2 separate regions of the Mus musculus genome follow, and region 1 is linked to region 2. Evidence: chromatin contacts called from public targeted proximity ligation data. All regions are on one chromosome and are shown on one strand. The core of a region is the stretch at or near the end of the contact, and the rest is flanking DNA. Distances in the headings are between cores, read along the strand shown.

The links.
Region 1: a targeted proximity ligation map of embryonic stem cells shows a contact between it and region 2, with 3 times the contacts expected there. A contact is called at or near these places in 3 of 130 datasets of targeted methods (double positive thymocytes, embryonic stem cells and pancreatic cancer cells).

Annotation. Positions count from the first base shown.
Region 1 is chr19:4,279,228-4,284,711 of GRCm38.p6, forward strand. It overlaps Ankrd13d (ankyrin repeat domain 13 family, member D), which reads right to left and starts at 3,910. Exons shown (of 15, transcript NM_026720.2): 1 at 3,654-3,910; 2 at 2,942-3,077; 3 at 2,691-2,815; 4 at 1,936-1,981; 5 at 1,710-1,853; 6 at 1,310-1,499. The coding sequence starts at 3,743.
Region 2 is chr19:3,574,395-3,579,750 of GRCm38.p6, forward strand. It overlaps Ppp6r3 (protein phosphatase 6, regulatory subunit 3), which reads right to left and starts at 1,355. Exons shown (of 24, transcript NM_028999.1): 1 at 1,247-1,355. n-TAagc9 (a tRNA gene) reads left to right here and starts at 1,869; the gene lies at 1,869-1,941.

The DNA of each region.
Region 1 (5,484 bases), core at 2,660-5,159, 710 kb after region 2:
CTATCACCAAGCCTAGCTGGAATACAGAAATCAGAGAATGACCACACTGGAGCACTGGTGAGAGTGTAGAGGAACTGGAACCATCATACATTGCTGGGAGTAGGTAAGATGATCCTTGCCCGTTGGTAAGGCATTTCACCAAACAAAAAATACTGAGTTATTACATGATCCAGCAGTTCCATTCAAAGGCTAGGGATGCATCCAGGAGAAATGAAGGCACATGCTCACACAAAATTATATAAAAGTACATAGTATGATTATTCCTAATAGGCAAACAGCAGAAATAACCTAAAAGATGGAATTATATAAATAAATATAGAATAACTGTGAGGACTGGAGAGATGGCTCAGAAGGCAAGAGCATCTACCTCTGCTTTTGCAAGGGACTGGTGTCAATTCCCTGGACCTACATGGTTGCTTACAAGCATCTATTTCTCCAGTTCCAAGGACTCTGATGCCCTCTTCTGGTCCCCTTGGGCACTGCAGGCACATAGTACACATAGATCCAGGCAGGCACACCCCTCATATAATTATGGTATGTCCACACAATGCACTCAGCTATAAAAACAAATGAGGAGTTACCAGCTACAGTGACAGTTCGGATGAACCTTGAGAACATCCTAAAGTGAAATCAATACCCAAACAGCAACAGATTTGCAAATTCCAAATAGGGAGATCATTGGATATGTAGGCCTGGCTGAAGGGAGACTGCAGCTAAATGGTTACTTCTTGAAACAATAAATTTTTAAAAAGTTGTTGTGGGATGAGGGGGGTAAGGGTTGTGGGAGGGGATGATTGGGAGGGGGCAGTGAGCAGGATGTAAAGTGAATAAGTACAATAAGTAAATAAAAAATTTAGCCGGGTGCGGTGGCGCACGCCTTTAGTCCCAGCACTTGGGAGGCAGAGGCAGGCAGATTTCTGAGTTCAAGGCCAGCCTGGTCTACAGAGTGAGTTCCAGGACAGCCAGGGCTACACAGAGAAACCCTGTCTCGAAAAAAAAAATGTTGGGATGGCACATATGTTAATAGGAGCCATAGAACCCCTGCTCCTCAACCTAATCAGCCTCTAGTGATGCAGGGTCAGCCTCCCATGGGTGTCAGGGACCCTGTGGGCAGTGCTTTTATCAATGGTGGTTTACACTGAGCACGATGACACATACTTATAAAGGTACTCAGGATTTGAAGCAGGAGGGTCTCTGGTTCAAGACCAGCCTGGGCTACACAGTGAGACTGTCCGTAACTTTAAAAAAAAAAAAAAGTGTCTTCTTATCTCTCCTCCTTCCCCACCCATAGTACCAGGCCCCAACTGACCTCTCAAAGGCTACATTGCGAGTGTCCAGGTGGGTGGAGACAATAGGAGAGGTGAGCCGACTGGCCACGTGCTCCTCACTAGGCCGCATGGCAGCCAGCAGCGCTTCTGGTTCATGCAGAGCTGGAGCTAGGGTCTCTGTGTGCACCACCTGCCGGTCATGATCCACTTCCATCACCAAGGCTCCCGCCTCTGTCAGCCGCAGGGGTGTCACAGGAGGAGGCCATATTAGTGCCAGGTCCTACCAGTGAGCTCTCCTCAGCCAACTGTTGCTAAGTAGATAAACCCCCAGGCCCTGGATCCCCTCCACCCTCAGCTTCGGTCTCCACGTTCAGAGAGCACAGAGAGAGAAGGACACATGCTTAAAAGCCACCAGGGAATCTGAGGTGACAGACAGCTCACCCTGACCCCTGAAGATGAAGCTCCTTCGGCCACGCTGCCAGGTCATGTGCTCAAAGCCCAAGAGACTAGTGTCCACCCGCAGACTCTCACCCCGCTTCCACACACGGTACACATCGCTCGGGCACATCTTGGACACAAGAGGTACTGAAAGAAGTCTCAGAGTCATTGGGAATCTCCCCCCAAATGGCCCACTCCAAGTCTCTGCGGTCAACTGAGCCCCACTCACCCCAGCTAGTGAACTCCCATTTCATTTCCACGTAGAAATCAGGGGCCTAAGAAAAACCAGAGCTGCCTGTTAGGAGCCATGGCCTGGTGCCACAGCCAAGTAGGCCTTGGGCCTCACAACTACTCTTTGGGAGCCCACAAATTCTGATGCACTGCTGTGGCCCAGCTATACTCCCACTCCAAACAAACCATGCCAAGGAGAGAGCCCAAGTAGGCCCTAAAATGATCTACACATATAAAAGTTATAAGCATTGGGGGCCTAGAGCTAGTTTTGACATGGGCCATAGCCCACTGTGGGGCCCTACGAGGTCCTCTGTCTTTTCTGTGTCTGAGTCCTTTATCTGTAAAGAGAACACAATGATCCTTCCAGACCTTCCCACATGTGAGGAGCACAACTGTGCCTCTGTCCTTTGTGTGCTTCGGATGCACAGGACTAGGCACTCCAGGGTCCAGGCCATCTCTACCCAGTCACCTTTCTGGAAATTTACATTCTCTAGGTGACCCAAGGCCTACCATTCTATCCAAGAGATTCCTGGTATCAGGGACCCTTAGTGCTGGTGAATGTCTTCCTTGCAAAAGACCCAGTCTCATCTGCATGGGCCTGGGATCCCATATTTCTTACATGACCCTTGGCAGAGGTTGAGACACAGATGGTGGGAAAGCGTCTCGCACAACCTAGATACTCCTCCAAGGCCAGGCTTATCACAGGAAGACGGAGCGCCTGTTATACCCCACTTCTTTACTCTATGGTAATACCTGACGGAGTTTGTTGAGCAGTTCTGGAATGCCAGCCAACCTCTGTGTGGCCCTCTGGAAGTCCCGATACTGGAGTACCAACTGTACCATCTCAGGGTCTCCAGTGCTGACTGCCTCCTGCAGGACTGGAGATGAGCAACTGCTGGGGTAGCCCTCTTAGCGCCCCCAGGCACGGTTACTTACTCCCCCTGCCCCCCATTCACCAACCTGGAAGCTAGTCTCAAGGGAGGACCCTCTGCCCTGCACAGTACCTGCCCAGCCCTGGTGGCTCTCTTTGCCCACGTTGGCATTATGTCGGAGGAGGACTCTCACAGACTCCAAGTTCCCCAAGGTCACAGCAAGCTCCAGGGGGGTTCGCCCTTGGGGGTCCTCCTGCTCAATGTCGTGCTAAGGGAGATGGGTCACTCAATACAAGGCAAGAGAGGGCCAAAGCAAGGAGGTCACTGGATTGAAAAGGGCTGGAGTTACTATGGGTAACCAGGTCAGTGAGAAGATAAGAGTGTGGCCTATGTGGACTGGAAAGTGTCGGGGTAAAGGGGACAGTAAGGGCCAGTGGGAAGGAACTGCTCATTTCTTCTGCCCTCTGCTATCCAGAGTTGAGGGCCTGGTGGTGGAGTCTAGCAAGACAGATTCAGGCTAGGGATGCTGAGAGTTTAGACCAGCTTGAGGGCTAGAACACGGTTCTTGTCCTCATTCTAGCTCAGAGGTGATGAGGGTGAATCCTGAGCTTAACGCAATACGAAGGGGGCAGATAGCAGAGCAAGGCCCAACCAAGGGAGATGCGCTAAACAAATGCTCAAGCTCGAGGGCAGGTGACCAGGGATTTGGAAAGAGCTGGACCTAAGGAGTCAGGATGCAGCTGCGGAGCACAGCAGGGGCGGTGAGCTGCGGAGTAGATTCCGTACTTTGGCACCGGGGCTTGGGGAGGAAACCAACCGAATCGGATCCCCTTCAGGGCCTCACCTTGCGGCTGTGCAGTGCGGCCTCCAGTTCGCGGTGCCGGTTCGCCCAGACTAGCCGGTGCAGCGGGAAGGTGGGGCCCAGGCCGGCCATGCTGGGCTTCAGCACCGCATCCCGAGCGAAAGGCCCAGCCCTTCTTGGCCTGCGCCTGGCACGTCCCCTGCTCCTCCGCTCTGAGCCGCACCTCAGCCGCACCCGCTGCAGCCCCGCGGACCCCTGCTAGAAGCCGCCGCAGCAAGAGCGAAGGCGGCAGGGAGGGCGGGGCGGGGATCTGGGGGCGGGGCTACATGGAGTTAGGGCGTGGCGTCGGGCTTCGCACACCCTCGCCTCCCGTAGCTACGGCAACCACTGCAGGCCTGCGCGCTGGGGGCGGGCGGAGTGTGTGTGGGGTGCTGTCCAGTCTCCAGGGCAACCACATGCGCCCCAGGAACAGCCGGAACTTCATTTTGAAGCGCCATGGTCGGTGGGGTTGTTCCGGAGGGCGGGGCATAGCTGCAGCTCCACCCGTGCCCGCAGGGGGCGCCCCAGGCCCTGGGCAAATCTCTTAGTGGTCAGAAAGGTGAGGGAGGAGGGAACGGAAGGGGAGTGGGGTAGGCTCGGTGGCACTGGGATTGGGCCAGGGTCTGTTGTTCTTGCAGCCCCCCCCGCCCCCACCCCCCCCCACCCCCGCTGACAATGTGTCCTTCTGTCTAGCCCACTCCTGAGTTCCATCAGCACCGACTTGTCTTTTATAGGCGGGTGGGATGGGAAATCTTGACCTCATCCCTGCCAGCACAGGCGCTTAGCTTCTGGAGATGGGCACCCCGCAGCAACCCCTAATGCTGACCAGTCAAAGCTTTCTTTCCCGAGGATCTGTCTGGCCTTGATGCCTGGAAGACAGCAAGGAATCAGGAACAGGAATATTGTTGGGGTTGGGGGACATAAGCTCAGCTTCCTGGCTGGGTGATCGGCCAGGGTGCACGCTACCACCACAGGAGTCCATTTTGCAGAGGCTGCATTTTACTGCCAACAGGGAAGGAAGGAGAATTTCGAAACAAGGCTGGCACTTCCACTCACACAGGATCTAGGGTTCAAGCAGCCAGCCAGCTTAGTTGGGACCCTTGGTTATCTTCAGTCCTACCATGGGTTCTCTGATCCTGGTCTTGCTGGGTGGCGAGGGGGTAAACCAGACTTTCCAAAACTGACTCTGGTCTGTTTCTCTATTTTTAAATCTTACATTCATTTTTGTGTGGGGGTGCTCATGAGTGTGGAGGTGAAAAACCAACTTTTGAGAGTTGGTTCTCTCCCATCCTTTAACTCAGGTTGTCAGGTTTGGCAGCAAACACCTTCATCGGATGGCTCCACCTCCCTATCTGTTAAACTTAGTGTGATGGAGAAAGGCCATCTAACTGAGGTTCCCTTCCTGCCCAAGGATGTCCTCATCTCTTCAGCCTGATTGCCACCTTTCTCCCTGCGATCGGGTGGTTTATAGCAGTCCGGGATCTAGGCTACCCACCGTGTGTGCTGTGGTCAGGTCATCTACGATGTCTGGACTTTGGGAGGAACTCAAGGCCCTGAGCTTCTAAAGGTCCAGAGCTCTGCAGTTAGGTCCTGCTGGTCTCTGCTTCTGTCAGAGACTTCCTCCTCAGCATCGTCACCCTGGCCCTGGACGGCCTAGGACTTGCTGCAGTCTTGAGCATCTCTCCGCCAGTCTTTACTGCTCTGACATCGACCCTTCTTTCCACATGGACCTCCCTCTCCTAGCTGACAGCTTGTCCACTCCCATCTGATATCACTTCCAGGACACCTCTGGTCTTAGGTATTCCATGCTGCCATATTAGGGTGTCAGAAGCCA
Region 2 (5,356 bases), core at 105-2,604:
GTCTAATATGAACATGTTAGATAAAATTGGGACCTAACATGAGATAAACTTATGAAACAAACTTATTTTCATGGGTTACAGGGGCAGCAAAGAGGACTAATTCGCCCAAGGTCACAGGACTAGAAAGTGACAAAGGAAGATGTAATTTTCAGGTGGCCCATAAGAAAGCTCAAACACCACTGGCAACAGGGATCTTGCACCTTGCAATTTCAAGGAACATTTTAGTGGAAGGAGATCTTAAGTTCCTTTCTTACGGGCTGTGTCAACTGCAACATGACCTTGAGGGCAAAAACCAAAGTAAACTTGACTTAAGAAAATGAAACAGTATCCATATTAACAAGTGCTCTGATGCAAGGAAACCTTCTAAGTGTCCCCTCCCCCAAGCCAAAGCAAAACATAAACAAAGCTCTGGCCCATTCTAAAGAGACCACAGCAGGTAGGCGGCAAATGACAGTAGGACATGCGGTGGAGAAGTACAGACACAGAGCTACCGAGACCACTCATTCTGTCCCACCTACAACTTCAAGTCCAAGTTCTAATGAAAGACAACGGGACTGGGGAGAAAAAGACCTCCAAGTTAACAGTGAGCCGAGCTTTAAAAGCGAGGTGCTTGAAGCCACAAGAAGGGTAACTCCTCACTTCAGCTCCAAAACACCAGGGAATCTCCAATGCCCGCGTCTGTATAAAAGAGAGACTCAACGGCGGAGGATGAAGATTCACTGCGATGGCCCCGAGAGACTCGGAACTGGTTTTTGTGTGTTCCGATGACTCTGCTAATGCCCAGAAACCCACACAACTTGTTTCTCAGAGGACAAGAGTCCAACAAAAGCCTTCGCGAAGCTCTCCAGCGAGTTGACAAGCTCCAGGAGATCCCGAGAAGTCGCTGTGAAGGCCCGGGCGCGGGAGCCGGGGAGCTCGCCCAGGACCCCCGACTTGGCTCGGGGCGCGCCTCGCCTCGCCTGGGCTCCCGCCGAGCCAAGCCCAGAGTCACCTCGGCGTCCAAAGTTCGCAGTCGGCTCGGCTGACTGCCAACGCTCGGCCCGGCTGACAGGAGCGGGCGGCCCGGTCCTGGCCAGGACTGGACGCCGCCTCCCGGGCCGCCGAAGCTGCCGATTCCGGGGGGGAGGGGAAAGGGGCCGGGACGCTCCCTCCCCACGCCGCCGGGACCGGACCACCGCCACGATCGGTCGGCCGCTTGCCCGCGCGACCCGCACACTCCGCGCCACCGCCCCCTCCCCTGAGTTACCTGGAGGCGCCCAAGACCCGCAGTTAGTCGCGCTCAGGCGGGAAAAAGGTTCACCGACACCATCAGCGAAGCGCCCAAAATGGCGGACGTATCAAGCAGGCCTTGAGTTACCCCCGCCCTCCCTCCGGCCGCCCCGCAGCCAATCACAGGATAGACCCCGCCCCTTCACACGGATCATTGGCTTGTCTCTCCCGCCCCCCACAACCTATTGGACCGCCCAGCGGTTCCCTCGACTCCACTTCGATTGGCTTTGAGGTCTTGTCAGTCAAACGCGAGAGGCGCATTCTTTTTCCCATGGTCTTGACGGATCCGGAACCTCTAGACCCCGGAGTCTGAGAAACAAGTCAGAAATTGGGAGAAGCTTAGGCTGGGTCCCTCTGCCCCGTAGCAACAGCGGGGCCTCGCGTGACAGACGCTTGGGACCACCAATCCGCATAGTCAATGTAGTTTAAAACAAATGAACCAAACCAATCCCGGCTGTGTAGCTCCGGATGCGAAGAAGCCAATGGGGTAACACAATGACAGCAGGCGGTGGGGTAACGGCCGCGGGGGACGAGGGGGGGGGGAAAACCGGTGATGACGTGAGTCACAATACAACCTGCGACGGAAGTTAATTATAGCTGGGGAATTAGCTCAAATGGTAGAGCGCTCGCTTAGCATGTGAGAGGTAGCGGGATCGATGCCCGCATTCTCCATAGCATAGTTTTATCGAAGACCTTCAATTAAATTACTTCAGACAAAGTAGAGTGGCATCCCTGAAAATGGGGTCAAAATGTAAGGTTTCTTAATACAAAGGAAACCAGGCTGTATCTTTTGTCACAGAGAAGAATTTTACACATGAATTTCTTCCAACTGCTAGTGTCCTATACGTATAGTACTACACATTTACCTTGCCCCAGAACTGGGGTCCTGGACATCAGGGTCCCTACTCTCAAGTCTTGCACTTAACCACTGTCATGGCTAATCCTGGTTTTTAATTCTCCTGGGGCTGTCTAAAAAGGTGAAACTGAGCTGACCACAAGCATTCTCTACCTCCTGGCTGGTTGTGATGTGATGTGATGTGATGTGACGGGCAGACTCCCACACCTGCTCCCTTGACTTCCCTGCCATATTGGCCTCGACCTGTGAGACAAAATGAACCTTTTCTCCCTAAAGTTGCTGTTGTCAGAATATTTTATCACAGCAACAGGAAAAGATACCAAGGTGCTCCCCTTGGGTCCCTATGAATAATCTGCCTGGTTCAGTGTGGACAGGACCATAAGTTCAGGCACGCTGCAGCTGGCCACCATAGTCAACAAAGTCTCTGAGTCTTGGAAGTCTTTCATGAAGCAGGCCTTCCCATGCCATCTGGAAAGCAAGTGACCAAGGTGATCAAGCTAAGGGACAGACTCTTTTGGGAAAGTAGTAAGTCATAGGACAGGACAGAGCTCTAAATCCCTGGGGTGTTGGTAGCAGGGAGGGGAAGGGTGTTACAGAGACCCCAGGGTGGGGCCTTGGAGCTTCAAAGGCAGGACGAGCCCAGCTATGATGGGAGACTGGATAGCAGAGGTAGCTGAGTCACACAGACCTTGAGTGGCAATGCTCACACCTCAGACAGGGAGCAGTTGCCTGCATATCTCTTCCAGTAGGTCCAGCAGTCCCAGGCCCAGGCTTCACTGAAGCTCAGAGAGCACAGAGCTTATCTCCTGAGTGTCTCCTCTAGGCCACCTCTAGGCATCTATCCCCTGGGAAAATGACAGAGCCTAGCCCTTGGACTGGAGGAGACAGGACCTGCCTTGTTGGACACTCAGTGCTTTCTCCGGGTTCCCAGTCTCTGAACCCCCCCCCACCCCTGTTCTTTACACGGGGTCCAGCATGCTTGAGTCCTCCACCTCACTCATTCTGGCTCTGAATTCCACTACCAGGATAACAAGAGAGGGCTGTGCAGTTATGCAAACCCACCCTGGCCTCCAGTCCACCTTCCAAGAGAGCTGTTCCTGGAAGCAGATTCCAGAAAGAGTTCATTGCTAGTAGATCCACATCATAGTCCCCATTGTACACACTAGCTAACTACGGACCAGAGCATTCTGTCACCAGAGGCCATATAGGGGTTGGGTGACCTTGGCCAGGTGACCTAACCTTTCTGACTCTCCAGTTCTCAGAAGTACAAGTGATAACAACTATCAGCCAGGGTCAAGCACACCACTCCAGGCACTTAAGAGAGGCAATAAATGTTAACTCTGGAACGCAGAGGCTAGAAGGCTTGCCTGAGGCCACAGAAGTAGTAACAAACATTGTTAAAACTGAGGCCTATTGATAAAGAGTTAAGGTAGCAGAAAGTTCAGGGCAGGGCAGCAGTTAAAGGCTGGACCCTGGCAGGAAGGACCAGCTGGGGGTGAGAGGGGACAGCTTGGAGTGGGAGTGGGCCTGCCTTCTGTGCTATCTGTGAAGACAAAGCCCAACTGCCTCACTGAACCAAACCAGCCCCCTCCCACCATCTGGGTGAGTCATACAGTGGTCCACCAAACCACCATCCCTTCATTCATTTGTAGTGAAGACACCTGCTGGCATCTGCTTTGCCTTTTTTCTCCCAGACTCAGGTGGGTTCCAGGGACATACATATTACAACTAAGAGATAACCTGTCACCTCACTAAGACCAGGGTAGTTAGCCCATAAGTTGTCAAATATGGTGTACTCATTCCTAACCTAGCCAGGCACGTTGAAGTCAGGGAGAGCTTGCTAGGGAAGGAGGTGCCTGAGCCTGAAGCCCCACTTGCCTGTCCCATAGAGCCATGGAGTCAGAAGAATGACCAACTTGGCAAGCTTTGCATGTGACACAGATTGAGCTCTGTGTCTTAAACCTTGCAGGTTTGATGGGTCTCCTCTCCCTCTCTCTCTTCCTCTCCCTCTTTCTTTCTCTTCACCTCTCCCACCCTCTTTCAATCTCCCTCCCTCTCTCCCTTGCTCTTGCTCCCTTTCTCCCCCCTTCTTTGTTCTTCCTCTCTACCTCTTCCTCCCTCTACCTCTCTACCTCTCCCTTTCTCCCTCCCTCCTTTCCTCTTTCTCTCTCTGCCCCATTCTCCTCCCACCACTTCCCTCTAGAGTGTAACAGTTCAGTTTTCAGTCTATTTTGAAGAGCACACACATTTAAGATTTTGTTTTAAGCCCAATCAGCAGAGTGGAGAGAGAACACCTTTAAGTTCCTTAAACTTGGGGAGCAAAATAGTAGCTGCCTCAATTGACTTCATTGTAATGTAAAAGAAAGCAAACAAGCAAACCCTCTGACTTCCCCAAAGGGCATTTGGACATCTCCCATCATATACTGCAACAGAAAGAGGAGCTCTGCATAAAAACTGTAAAGTAGGTAAATTCAACCTGAGATAGCAGGGCGTGGTGGCGCACGCCTTTAATCCCAGCACTTGGGAGGCAGAGGCAGGTGAATTTCTGAGTTCAAGGCCAGCCTGGTCTACAGAGTGAGTTCCAGGACAGCCAGGGCTACACAGAGAAACCCTGTCTCGAAAAACAAAAACAAAACAAAAAAAAGTTCAACCTGAGAAAGGATGCCCCAGTGCCTTTCGTTCTTCTCTCTTCTCTTCCAAACTCTGCTGACACAGATGCAGGGAATGAAAAGGGGCCATTACAGCCCTGGCAGAGGACAAGGCCCAGAAGGGCAGGGCTGGCACACAGGTTGTTGCTGGGTCAGGTTAAGAGCTCCTGAGGTTCATGAGGAGGAACCAGAGTCTCCTAGGAGACCCAAGCAGTCACCCACTTGGCCTTTGTCTTAGTCAGGGTTTCTATTACTGTACAAACATCATGACCAAGAAGCAAGTTGGGGAGGAAAGGGTTTATTCAGCTTACACTTCCATACTGCTGTTCATCACCAAGGAAGTCAGGACTGGAACTCAAGCAGGTCAGGAAACAGGAGCTGATGCAGAGGCCATGGAGGGATGTTCTTTACTGGCTTGCTTCCCCTGGCTTGCTCAGCCTGCTCTCTTATAGAACTAAGACTATCAGCCCAGAGATGGTCTCACCCACAAGGGGCCTTTCCCCTTGATCACTAATTGAGAAAATGCCTTACAGTTGGATCTCATGGAGGCATTTCCTCAACTGAAGCTCCTTTCTCTGTGATA